2 separate regions of the Anas platyrhynchos genome follow, and region 1 is linked to region 2. Evidence: chromatin contacts called from public Hi-C data. All regions are on one chromosome and are shown on one strand. The core of a region is the stretch at or near the end of the contact, and the rest is flanking DNA. Distances in the headings are between cores, read along the strand shown. Region 1 overlaps PPP3R1 (protein phosphatase 3 regulatory subunit B, alpha). Region 2 holds the start of PLEK (pleckstrin).

Region 1 (6,380 bases), core at 1,533-4,032, 39 kb after region 2:
TGCATGTCCATGTTAATTAGTTTGTCATCAGCTAGCAAAGACTTGCAGGAGCAGCTTACCCACTTCACTAAAGCACTGCACAGTGGTGTTATGCTCTCAATCTATATCTTAAGTAAGTGTATGTGGGTAGAACTTCCTAGGCAGTGAAGACATTATCAGTCTTTTTCTGAATCTTGTATCTGCTTTTATGCTACTGCTCTACTGGTCAGATTTTCCTTAGGGACAAGTCGACCTTTGAAGATTTTTATTAGCCATATCTCTGTGTGAGTTGTAAGCAGTAAGTTGCTATTAACTTTTAATTCTGGGACAAGCTGTATTTATTTGTGGCTACTATTAACCTAAAAGTTCATTGCTGAGCTTGTTTACCCACTTCTGTTGCAGAGGAGATGATTTCTGTGTTATATTCTGTGGTTAAACAGTATTTTGAGGATATCATGTAAATCTGAGGTTTTGCATGATTAAAACTTTCTGCTCTGATGGACCTTCTCACGGTAGAGAGCGTGTCACTGCTTGTCTGGGCAACGCGACTACAAACAGTGGGGAAGATGGAGTTATTGTAGAAGTCCCTCTTGTTTGTGACTGGTCTCCGGAATGGTTGCACTGTGCTTCAAGATTCTGCGTGCCTGAGTGAAGTGAAAGATCTAGGGATTGAGGGCCACAGGTACAGACTGGACAGTGTTCTTAAAGATCATTTGATAAGGATTTTTGACTGGAAAACTTCTGGGTGACTGAAAGCAGTAACAAATTTATGCTATTTTCCTGGTGGCAGGGTCATAACCCCCCTACCTGGCCCTGCAGTCACTGCTGTCTTGGTGTCAGATTTTACAAGAATTTTGTTTTGAACTTTGCAGTAATGGAAAGGAAATTCAGGATATTATGCAGGGTATGTATACCATTAACAGAATACTATTATTTTTCTGTAGGTAAATTGGCATTGCAGGATTTCTTAAAAAAAAAAAAAAAAAAAAAAAAGTTACTTTCTTGGCCATGCTGTTTGAGAAATTACTGAAAATCTACTGCTGTTTCATATGGAAAAAATTGATTTGAACCAAATTGTCAAATTATCCACAAGAAAAAAATATAGCAAAAAACTGAAGAAAACGGTTTTGTATTTATGTTTTGGTTTTAGGTTAAGGAGACTGGTACCTCTTTTCTAACTTAGAAATTGTAATTGACACATCTGAAGTCATGAAAAGGATTAGACCAGCTGCGTGTAAGCATATACAAGACAAGTGGTTGAATGTGTTCTCAAGGGCGTCATCTTTTTGAAATTTGATCTCCAAGACTGAAATGGCTGTCTTGGTTGCTGCTCTGAAACATTATATTCCTGCACCAGACAAGGCTGTGGCTAGACCTTCAGCAACAGCTCTCACCTCTGTTTTATTTTGAGATCTCTGCAGTCCATTCTTATGGAAAATGTGTAATTTTTTTATCTGGAAACACTTCAAATTTAGTAATGTTCTCTTTCTATAAAGCTTTTTTCTAATGTTTCACAAGCATGTTAAAGCATTAGAAAAGTATTTTTACTGTTATTTTAAGAAGTGTAATACAGGCTTTCTGTCACCATATTTTCTCTTCATTTTTTCTTGTTATGAGTTAAAGTTAGTATTTTAAGAGTATCTGAAAAGCCAATCTTTTATGTGCATCTTTAAATATTTAGATAAACATTTAGATTTCAGAAGTGGACCTCTTTGCTGAGATGTACAGCTTTTCTCAGGTTAGTGCACTGTGCAGATGCCTACATACGTATCGTGTATCTGCAACAATGAATGCACAGCACTTTTGAAGACACAAGCAGTTACCCTGTTAAAATATCACTGAATCTAGTGGATTTTAAAGAGATGTGGATTTTAAGGTATTCTTTTACTTTTGGCTCTCATGTTAATAGAAAATTAACCATGCAGGTGCACCTTGACTTTGACTGGAAAAAATAACACTAAAACAGATTTTCTGAAATAATTTGAAGTAGAGTGCGATGCTCTTCAGATACGCTTTTAATGAGGCTTTTTTGAATTGCCACTTGAATGCCTTTTATAGTACTACTTGAGCATCAGTGATGTGAATAACAGCTTGAAATAAACTTATTTTTTAAAATGCTTTATGGATTATCTTCTCTGCTGTTCTGTGTTGAGGAAAGGAGTGGTATATTCAATAGTCTGTGGCAGCATATTAGATAGTGTTCAGCCAGAAGATAAAACTGGTGTACTCTAAAATGGAGTTACACAGATCTGTTAGCATGTTGTTTCATGGAAGCATGTAGTTCTTGTGTTTTAACCTGATTCGTAGCATTTCTAGGTGTATGCAGATGAGTTCAGAATATGAAGCAGGTATTGTTGCCTCTGGAATTGTAGTACTTGCTTGGAAGAGGAATCTTTTGGAAATACTGATATTTCTTTAATTAAAAAGGTGAATGAAATAAATTGGATTATGAAAAAACTTAAAACTGAATAACTTGATATTTTTAGAGGGTTATGAGCAAAGCATTCTTAAGAAAATCACCAGGTATAATTCCTGGCTAGTTAGTATCTTCTGTAAGGCCAGGCGTGAGCGATAAGCTGATGGGATATTTTTCTGTGTAAAAGCCATGGGAAGCACAGAGCCTTACATCAGTGGCTGAGCAGAGCACAAAAAAGGCCAACTTGAGTTTGAGGTTAGAGGAACGCTCGCTGCAGCCAGAGCTCAAGGAAGCTCAGACCACTGTGATGAGTCACAGGCAAGCTCTGCCTCAAATGATGTAAACAAAGCTTGATCCTCCTTATTCTGCTCAGTGATGTTATCACCCTGTTTACACTTCAGTGGACTTGGACCTCCTTGGATTTCCCAGTGTTTTCATCTCTATCCTGGTCTCCTGAGCTTGAGTCTTGTAAAATTCTGCCTGCTACTGCCACCATCAGTCCTTCTGGCTCAAATACCTTCATCAGGATTATCCTATGCCTTGCATTCCTGTAGAGCTTTGGGATGTTTGTGTGAGCATTAGGTTGCCTGTAAGGAGACCTTAGAGAAGAAGGAAAGAAGTATTTTTGTTCAGCCTCTGATAACTTAATTCACTGCTCTGGTCTTTAGTGATAGCTATGTGAAATTCTAGGAGAGTCAGCCTGCTGCTAAGTACTAAGGAAAGAACAGCCTTGTAAGAAGGGGGCATGTCCATCATAGGTGAGGACTGTTGTAGGTGTGTATTTGTAGAGTAAGTCTGAACAAAAAATGTATAGGATAATATTGGAGTTTGCTCTTACTATAAATGTTTGCCTTCTTTCCTTAAAAGCTAGCCAGGCAAAATCTCTACGTGGTTCAGCTCAGCCAGAGAGAATTGTCACAGGTGATGGCTAAACTGATGGAAAAAAGGATAGGCAAAACCTCTTCAAATTTCAAAGAAAGCTTTAAAAATTAAAATAAAATCAGTTTTATTATTTCTTGAATTTTTGAAAGCCATTTTATAAAGAGAAGCATGTACTGAAATATGACTTAAAGTGTATAAGCTCTTTAAGTTAGGCCTTCTAAAAATGTAGGTGATGCTTGCAGTGTACTTCAAGAAAAAATTGTTCTGGTAGGACATGCTCAGTCAATTAAAATTCAGAAACTGATCTGCAGATGCTGATTTTATCTATATGTTCATGATGAACAGCTTTTATACATGCGAACTGTTAAAGGAAATTTGCTTGTTCCCATAATTGCTCTGATTACCGTGAAATTTTTTCTCCCAGTATGCTCATCCATGGTTTATCTGCCGCCAGAAACAAAGCTTTGGACAAAACCTACGCATTGCCAGCTTTGGCAGAGATGCAGTTTCGTTACTCCTGCTTTCTGACCTCCCTGTCCCTGCACGCCCTGCTCTGCCCCTCCCAAGGGTAGCACTTCCTCAGCTCTGCACTGCAGGCAAACGCTTGTTTGAATGTGTCACAGTTAGGAGTGAAAAATTTCTATTACCCCTTTCTCCTAGAATCTCTGCTCAGCATCTGCATTCTGTACTACAATTGAACTGTCTGGAGACTTGTTATTTCATAATTTGAGTGGTTGCTGCTTTGCCACTGTTCAGCAAAACACACAAAGCATTCTGGAGTAGTTTCCTTAGGTGCCTCTCTAATGCCTTCACATTTCTGATGCTTGTCTTCACTGTCCTTAATCTTGAAATCCTTGACTGTGATCCTCAAAAAAAAAAAAAAAAAAAGTACTTCATCTCCTCTTAAGTATTGTGATTGTGTAAGTTGAAGTCTCATTTATGACTGGCTAACAGGGATTTGTACGCCTAGCAGGTGATGTTAGAGCACTGTTACAGCACACAATCCTAACAAGCAGTGCTGTAGATCAGTCTTGGAATGTCCTAGTAAAATGTAGCTTTTGAATTCATATTGGTAGGTCTTGTTAAAACATAGAGACTAGCTTGAGATAAAATACCCTTGTAGTTTGCCTTAACACCTATTGTGGAAGTTCTGCTCTATCTCTTGGAGCAGGTGAGTGTGATGGCAGAACTGGTCCAGTACTTCAGTGTCATTTTTTGTGTAATAAGCGAGTGTAAAGCTGTGTTGGACTGACTTGTGGATGAGGTGATCAGCGCAACTTAGGGCAGGCTGTCGACAGAACTCTGGGTTTCATTTTTGGTCTCCTCTTATATACTTAAGAGGAAAAATACCATGGACTTCAGCTTCCAAACGAGGAAATGGACTGGAGTCGTCATGAGACAGGACTCTACTGAATGCTGCTTTAGCATTCTGAGGCAGTGATGCTGTGGCTGCCGGTCTTCAGGCCTGGCTCAGACATCTATTTGTTTGTGTTCTGGTTTGGTATTTTTTTTGTAGTTGTTTTTGGATACATGTGGTTTTCTTAAATGTAACTTAATGGTTCAAAACTTGCAATTCATAGCTCATTGATTTGTGTGGCAGGGGAGGTAAGATCAGGTATATTACTGCTTCTTTAATTTTTCTCCATTGTCATTTTGTGAAATTACAGAACTATAAAGTATTTCAGGTTGCTTAGGGAGCAATAGTTCAATTTTAGTCAGTGTTACCCTTTTTATTAAGATTGGAAGTGACAGACACTTCACTGATCTGGTAAGAGGACAGTATTATGTACACAATAGATAATACTTTGAATTTGCTTTTTAAATATTCTAAAGTGAAGTTAAATATTGTTGCTAAATAATGCATATATCTTCATTGGTTGAACACTGATGTCAAGGAACTTAATTAAAAGTTTGTGACTGCTTTGATAGAGGAATCTTTTGGTCTCTGAATCTGTTACAATTTCTAAACATAAAGCTCTGCATGTTGGCAGTCCTTAAATATCAGAAAGTGTTATTTGTTTTTATGTTGTGCTTGTGCAAAAGCCGAAGAGGGTATTAATGTGATGTGAAATGGATGAGGTGGTATGCCTGTGCCTCACAGAAGTTGAGAAACAATTTATTTTGCTATCAGAGGAAATGCATTAAACACAGCTAAGAAATTTTGAGGAGGTTGTTAATGTTAGGAAAGAAACTTGTATGGCAAGCTGGAAACCTTCAGGTGCTGTAAGATATATTTGCTGTGGTTGGTTGTATGCTAGCCACTTTCTAGTACTTCCTACGAACCACAGTTCCTCCTTCATACCCAAACATGGTGAGTAATTTGTGAACTAACTTCAGTGTGTTAAATCAAGCTGCTGATGTGAAATTTCTAGGTTGTTATGGAGAAAAAAATTTCAAGCTTTCCAGCACTGACAGGGAGAGAGAGGTGGTGTGTGTGTGTGTGGTTTTTTTTTTTTTAAGGAGTGATTATGTGCTTATAGCTTTAGTCTACTCTAGAAATCAGATGCGAAGTAGGGTACAAGGTATATGCTGTAACTAAGGGTTGCTTTAAACGTGAAGAGAGGTGAAGCAGTACTACTGCAGAACCTGAACCTGTTCTAACTTCTGTGACAGGAAATAGGGGTACGAATATTATGGCTACATGCATGTCTATTTCCTATTTGAGATGGACAGACACAAATTATCTTAGATCTGTCAGGGTGATGAGTGAGTAGGTGAGTGGTAGCTGGGCAGCAGCCAGCCTGCTAACCTGTTTCACTTGGCACGTGTGCCAGGAGGTCTCGTGTTTGGTGTGCTAATACATTCACTAATGTAACTGTCTTCATAACTTACTATGTTGTTTACTGTAAACTTAATGCTAGGTGCTTGCAAGGAAATTTGGTCTCTTTTTTATTTCTTTATACCTGGTATTTATAAGAGCTCTCTGACTAAGAACTAGCTAAGCATCTGCAATCCTTTAAAATGTTGTGTCAGCATGTGGTGTTCAGTGAGTCACAAGGCTAACTGTATTATGGCTGGTGCAGGGAAGAAAAAAGGTAAGTTTTAATTAAAATAAAATGAAAAGGCTTGTGTTTTTTTTTTTTTTCAGAGTTTGACATTATCT
Region 2 (6,723 bases), core at 2,756-5,255:
AGAGGAGTCCCAGTTCCAAAAAGGGAGCAGTTGTCCCTTGTTATTTGAACTGTTTCCCAATATTAAAGATATCTGAAAAAAATGAGCTATTTTTCAAATAAAGTTTAGCAAAACACATGCCAACTGAAACCTTTTCATTTTCAAGTATAGTTAGCAGAAATGAAATACTTTAAAAAGTTAACCAAAATATTGATTGCTTAACTTGTTTGATCAAGCAGTTGGACATTCTTATAACAGATTATTTTTTTTTTTACAAAAACTGTTTTGGTCTAAAGAACTATTTCTCTCGAAGAAGCATTTTGTAATTAGGATTGTACTTTAAATAATAGTGTAGACTTATCTCTGTATCATTCTTGTAAAATTAACATGGTTCATAGGCATTAGACTGATAAACATCAAGAGCATGAAGAGAAATACTTTTTTCCCTTCTAAGTATTGCTTTCTAACAAGACGAAAGGTTAAAATAACCATTTGGCCCTCTAAGGTTCTCATGGCCCTCAACCCGTTCCCTCATTACAAATTAGCAAAAACAAATGGCAGAGTACGGTCCCTGTAAGGTACATATCTACTAAACTCTGAACAATAATGACAACCAGATCTTTTATCCCAATATGGTTCCTTTTTGTGCTACTCCTGCATAGGAGGCATACCGCAATTTTAATTAAAGCAAAGGGACGTGACTGGAGAATCCAACTGCAGTCTCCAGAGGGCATGATTTAACTCCTGCCTTGCACTCTAAGTGCTGAAAGCAAGCACGGTGAAACAGAATGGTGATCAAGGCTTTCCTGCTCCAGTTTCTGCACAAATCACAGCTCCCAGGACTTAGACTGGTGTCCGATTGTGAAACTTGAACTTGGGCAACTACAGTGCCTGCCACCCAGGAGCAGCAAAGTGCATGAATTTGGGAGCTCATGTATAGAACACGAAATACTCACATGATGCTTGGACATCACCATAACATGTATGAAGCTTTACAGAAGGCATTCGATCCTATTACATTTTTTTACGATCCAGAACAGCTTTATTGAACGTATTTGTTCTGCCTGGTGAAAGAAAGCATATGCAACATTCTCTGTAATGAGCTGCCATTTCTAAATAATTTGCATCTGTGAAGCATCAATGGAGACAAAAGTGTTCTTACTTTCCATACATTGAACACAACAATTAAATAAGAGCAGGAGCCTGCAAAAGTGTCTGCATTAAAGTATAAGCATAGGGAAACAAACATTAAAAATTTCCCCAAAGATGCTGATATTTAAGATATTTAATAAGCACATGGGAATCTTTCCTGAGATTTGAAACGTATTAAAACAGAAGAACCAAAATTGATTCCTTTTTAGTAGTTTAGTCCTTCCCTGATACACATGAGGACCAGAGTTACTAAAACAGCTTTAACCTTGTCTAACCTTCCTATACTGGAAAATAATACTAAAAAATAGATAAGTGAAAGTAATTTGCTGTGGAAGAAAGGGCTCAGTCCAGTTGTGATAAATGGTTTCAGACTCTGTTGGGTTCACTGGGATTTGACAGTACATAAACCATACTGAGTCAAGCCAGAAATCCTATTATATCTGCAAATCTACTATAGTTTTGTGAGCTTTTACATGTTTATTTGCAACACATCAAAAAGCTGGCACAATAATCCCCCACAAATACCAGTTCTCTCAACTTTTCAGGAACTAAAAACTGGAAAAAAAAAGTCTGTCCACAGTACAGGAAACAAAGAAGTTTGGTTTCCCCATACACTAATAGTCCATACTTGGTTGACGTCATTACAATGTTGAGATCTCCAGTTGGAGATTTTCTTACAAGGGGGACATTAAGGTCTTGCTTCTCTTTATTTTTTTTGCTGTCTAATGAAAACTAGGTTTACATCATTCTTCCCCTAACTGGGGATAATAATAATAATAAAACATCTCCTCTGCTCTGCAGCCTGTTTTCACACAGTTGTTTAGAACTTAGTATTTTGGAGAATTTTATCTCCCAAAAAACTGTTTATCAAATGCAGCTGAAATTGACTAACACGTTCAGGTGTATTAGAAGGGCATACACACCATCATCGCGTACACCTCGTTCATTAGAGTCAGCTAAAAAAGGCTTCTCAAAATGTCAGTGGCAGTGATATTCCTTCTCTGCCTTTTTTGTTTGTTTCCTTTTTTTTTTTTCCTCTTTTAGATACATCTTGGCTGTAATTAATGCCAGTAACTATTCGAGTTTTATCTATAAAACTTTAACCAAAAAGGAGTGTGTGGGTGTGGATGTCTAATCCACAGCAGTTATTATAGTCATAATGTAAGCTCCACTGCAGCTCACTGCTAACATACCCTAACCCTCATCTGGGAGAAAGACATTTAGCCTTTGCATCTATTCCCTGGAAGAGTAACAGGAACTCAAATGTTCCAACAACAGCATTCTTTTCATCAGTGGTGCCAGAAATTTAAAGTGCAGAGATCTTCTAGGAGGCTACCAGATCACTCAATCTGGCTATGAGATGAAAACCTTGCACAGTTCTAACACCACATATGGAGAGCTGTGGACTCCTGTTTTCTTATATCTGTGTTCTCTTTTAAACAGTACTCAAAACATGCACAAAATGTTTTTATTAGAGCCGCAGTCAAGGACACATCAGCTATAATGAAGCAGTAAAATTTAACTGCTGCCAACAACATTCTGCTTTGGTCTACAGTCAGTTGAGTTTCTGCCCAACATCCACTAGCTATCAGGCTCCCATAGAGTGACACTAAGCTGCTTTGTCAAGAGTCTTAAAGTTTATTTTGCTTTTACTGCAACTCTTCACTATGCAGTTGCGCAGTAGTAAACATGACCTTAAGTTAGAGTGGAAGTTTGGCAACAACGTGATTGCAAATGTAATCTACAACAGCCACAGAAGTTAACCAAGCCAAAAGCAGAGTTACAGCTCTTAAAAACTCAGACTATAAATGGCTATACAAGATCACATTTCACACTGTGGTTTGCTAGCATGATTAACTGTAGTGCTGTGTTACACCTGCAAATCATTTATCTTTTTGCAGATACTGCACAAGTCACTTAGATAGTCTAATACCTGACTGTCCTCAAATCAGCCAGCAGCGCACGAAGAGCAATAAATCAGCAGTAGCCCTTGAAACATACATTGTTAAGCGAGTGTGCAACTTTCCACGGGATCAGGACCTTGGATGGTGAAGTGAGCTGAAGTGTGCGGAGAAATAAAATGGCAGCATGATTTCTAAGGCTCCAAATGAAGGCCTGGTTAATGTAGCAAATAAAAAATAAAAGCCCTCACCAAGTTTCTAGGATAAATATGTTTTAAAAGCTTGGTCTGTAAAGTTCTGTTCAATACAGTGTAGTTCTAAAACATATTCAACCACAATGTTTTATAAGGCAGAGTGGCAAAAAAAAAATAATACACCTGAGATTTATTTACAAATAAGCTACAGAAATAACTAGACACTACCTCTGTTGCTGTTACCAAGAAAGCTACAGTGAAAAGATGAGGCTTTCCTCAAAACAATTGTTTAGGTGCAGATATAAAGATAAAAAAGAAAATGAAGTTGATTGTAGCAGAACAGAATCTACCTCCTGAAGCAAACATCCTGTTAAAATTGTGCGGCCACTTTTCAAAGATTACCAGAAGACAAGTCAGCATGTGAGATGTTGAATTTCCATCCCTTTAACATTTTCCTTTCTCAAGGCACCGGTTCAATATAGGCAGAAGATATGCTTGGCTCAGGAACGTGTTGCTGAAGTCACAAAAACACTTCAAAACGAATAGGGGTTAGATCACTTCCTCACTCCGACTAACCGAACTCCCAAGCCAATACCTGTTTTCCAATGATTTCAGCTACGTCGTCATCAGGCCCCAAACAAGCAGCTCTAGCAGCAGCTTCATAATCAGCTTAACTCGTAGCTGTCAGGGAAAGACACCGTCTCTCCCCACACTTCTCACAATTGTTTGCTCTTGTCCCTTCCCGCTGCCTCACAAGTGCTCAGGCAACCGTGTGGCCAGCCAGAGCAGAAAGCTGGTTCGGCACGCGCTGATTTTTGGAGAGGTTATTTTGCAGTCCCGTTAGCTGCCTGATCCCACCACTTTTGCAGCCACAGGAGTACAAACACTGGCACGAGGAAGAGGTCAAGAATGCATAGCAGGAACTAGCTGTGCCTCAACCAGCTGAGGAACTGCACTTTCATACAGAAGTTCAGGCCTTGGCTCACGACAGTATTTGCAACCCTGCTCAGTAAAGCACACTGACTTGAGGCCTCAGTTACTATGGTGATGAGCATGGAATAAATGTTTATGTATAATTAGATAAATCCTCCCTTCAAGAAACTAGTTGTCCTTCTCACAGGCAGCTATTCATATTTCTTTTCTTTTTTTTTTTTTTAAACAAAGCAGATGTAAAAAGAAAATGTATTAACATTTTAAAGCTTAATGATCACTATTAGGCATTAGTAAATTAATAATTTAAACCTACAGCAAGAATTAACAAAAAGCACATGAAAAAATGGGGAAAGAGAATCCCAGCTCTTCTGAAAACTGCCTAACTCCCCAGAGAGGAAGATAATGCTTGGTTTTATGTGTTTTCTCACTTATGAAAAACGGGAATGATTACAGAAAACTTTATTTCATTGTTTAACAGAACTTAAGCCGTAACTCTTATTTGAATCAAAAATGAATGAGCCGTTTACTTCTGTGCAACCACTAAATTAATCACCCCTACTTGCAAAACAGAAGCAAAGTTTCCCAACTCTCAGATTATTGTAAAAGCAGTAAGCTGATATACAAATCGATCTAGTTAAAATACTTAGCTCCTAAACTCATGAGTATCTTTCCTTTTCAAAGGCTTATGAATCAGTAATTACAGCAGAACTATTTGCCACAGAGATGAATGCTCTACCTTGGGTTTGGGGAAGTGCTTTGCCACATTTATGTATAACTGACTTTTTTTTTTTCATTCAGAAAATCCAATCCTAAAATCTGATCATTAGTTATATTCTCTGGTATCTAAAATTGCTTTAAACTTACGGAATACTAAATTCAGAGCAGACAAGATGGCTTCCTAGGACTAGCGACTATAAAAACTAATGACAAAATTTAACCGAACCCTGAATTCCTCCCTGAAGAAAAACAAATGATTGGCAAAACGCAGTAGAAATGTTGCCAGCTGATGAGCTGCCTCATTCTTTCCACTATGATGCCATCTGTTGCCAGCTCTTCCCTGTCCATTTGCACTGAACTCCCTCTGAATCTCAGCCTGACCCAGATCCAACACTGGTGTCAGAAGTCTGAGAATAAAATCCAGCTTTACCCACCCAATGGATGTTAATAACCACAGCTGTGGTTGGAGGTGGGGCTTTGGTGACAGTGGGCAAGTAAAGAGGCTTCTGCTCCCAGCCACATATTATCACTCTTCGCTTTCACTGATTTTTTTGTCCATTCTCCCCAGTCCACCAAAAGAACTTCATATGCTTTCACTCCCCAACATGACTGTCAAAGTAACTTCAGACAAACTTCAGCTACACAGAGTAAGCTAACACAGATAATATCTTAAGAACTGAGTTAGGAAGCAGCCACATGCAAGTTCATGCAAATAGATCGTATCGGGGAAACTTTCAGTAAGAGGGGCAGCAATGACAACTTGCATATACTCTTCTTTTCCTGAAGCCCAGCAGGAGCCTGGCATCTATCTGCATATTATAACCTCATAGTAAAGAATAATGAGATCTTAACGAAGGCATTGAGTAACATTTCAGCCTTCGTATTTAGGCTGTAAATTCCTCCAAGGCAAAGACTTTCCTCTCTGCCTTGCATACATTGTTGATACACAAGAGATAATACAAAGATGTACAGCTGTTCATGAAGAGGCAAAGTAATTTTGACTTGCTCTAAGAATAGGTCAAGCTCCTTCCTCCAGTTTGTATGCAAATTTATTACTGAAGACAATGTGGGTATTTGAGTGAAGAAATTCAGCTTGGAATCTGAATGTCCCTTCAGGGACCACTGGAATCAAAGACAGCCTTCTCAAGCAGCACGGTTTAGCCTCTTTCTGTGCAAAGACTTGTAAGTGACAAATATTTAAATATTTATAGAAGAGATCCTCATATCAATTGAGTAGTGATAGCTACAAGGAGCAGAGTGAAAAGGTCAATAACTAGGCCAAACAATCTCCATTTATCCTTAGAAAACTCGCATTACTGTCAACTCACAAAGCATTCATTGAAGTCTAGAGGATAACCCATAGCAAGGGATCAGACATCCCCGAACACTGATGCTAGAAGCTATCAGTTTTGCTGAGAGCCAGGTAAACTGCTTATTGTACAGATCAGCAGCCTCAAAGGGGGTTTTCTTACTAATGTCTTTGGTATTTTGTGTCTTCGAACTCTTGTGGTACAAAGCTTTAGTGATCCTGTTTGCAGTTAAGCACTGAACAGTAGTTTTAAAAGTTTATCTGAGTATCCTTAAAAAAAAGGGTAGATGTAGGCTTTACGATTAAAAAAAAAATTGTAATTTAAGATTTTTCTACTTTTTAATGTCTGAAATTTTATTAGTGAGCTATTCTGCTTTTTTTTTTTTTTTGAAGATTTTTGCAGATGGAACAAAAATTAACCTAAAACTGTGAAATAATACATTGTGGAAATGTTTTAAGTCAAGAAGAAACCTTAATCACTTTTGGTTTTTTCCACATAAAAGTATTTAGGCTAGACACATCAGGTGATGTTGAATAT

The links. Hi-C and Micro-C count contacts between places; a contact is called where the count stands out from the background.
Region 1: a contact with region 2 is called in a Hi-C map of subcutaneous adipose tissue, with 2.0 times the contacts expected there. The contact joins the enhancer-like site here to the promoter of PLEK in region 2. A contact is called at or near these places in 4 of 8 Hi-C or Micro-C datasets (F1 follicle, skeletal muscle and subcutaneous adipose tissue).

What each region holds. Positions count from the first base shown.
Region 1 is chr3:11,644,084-11,650,463 of IASCAAS_PekinDuck_T2T, forward strand. All of the region lies in intron 3 of PPP3R1 (protein phosphatase 3 regulatory subunit B, alpha), which reads left to right. Among named protein-coding and RNA genes, the nearest start is that of PNO1, 16 kb to the right of the region's middle. Within about 2 kb of position 2,783, at least 6 of the 8 cell types and tissues checked have an H3K27ac peak or open chromatin away from gene starts, as enhancers often do. A contact at or near this core is called in F1 follicle and subcutaneous adipose tissue, where this site is marked.
Region 2 is chr3:11,603,825-11,610,547 of IASCAAS_PekinDuck_T2T, forward strand. It overlaps PLEK (pleckstrin), which reads right to left and starts at 4,006. Exons shown (of 11, transcript XM_005025164.6): 1 at 3,822-4,006.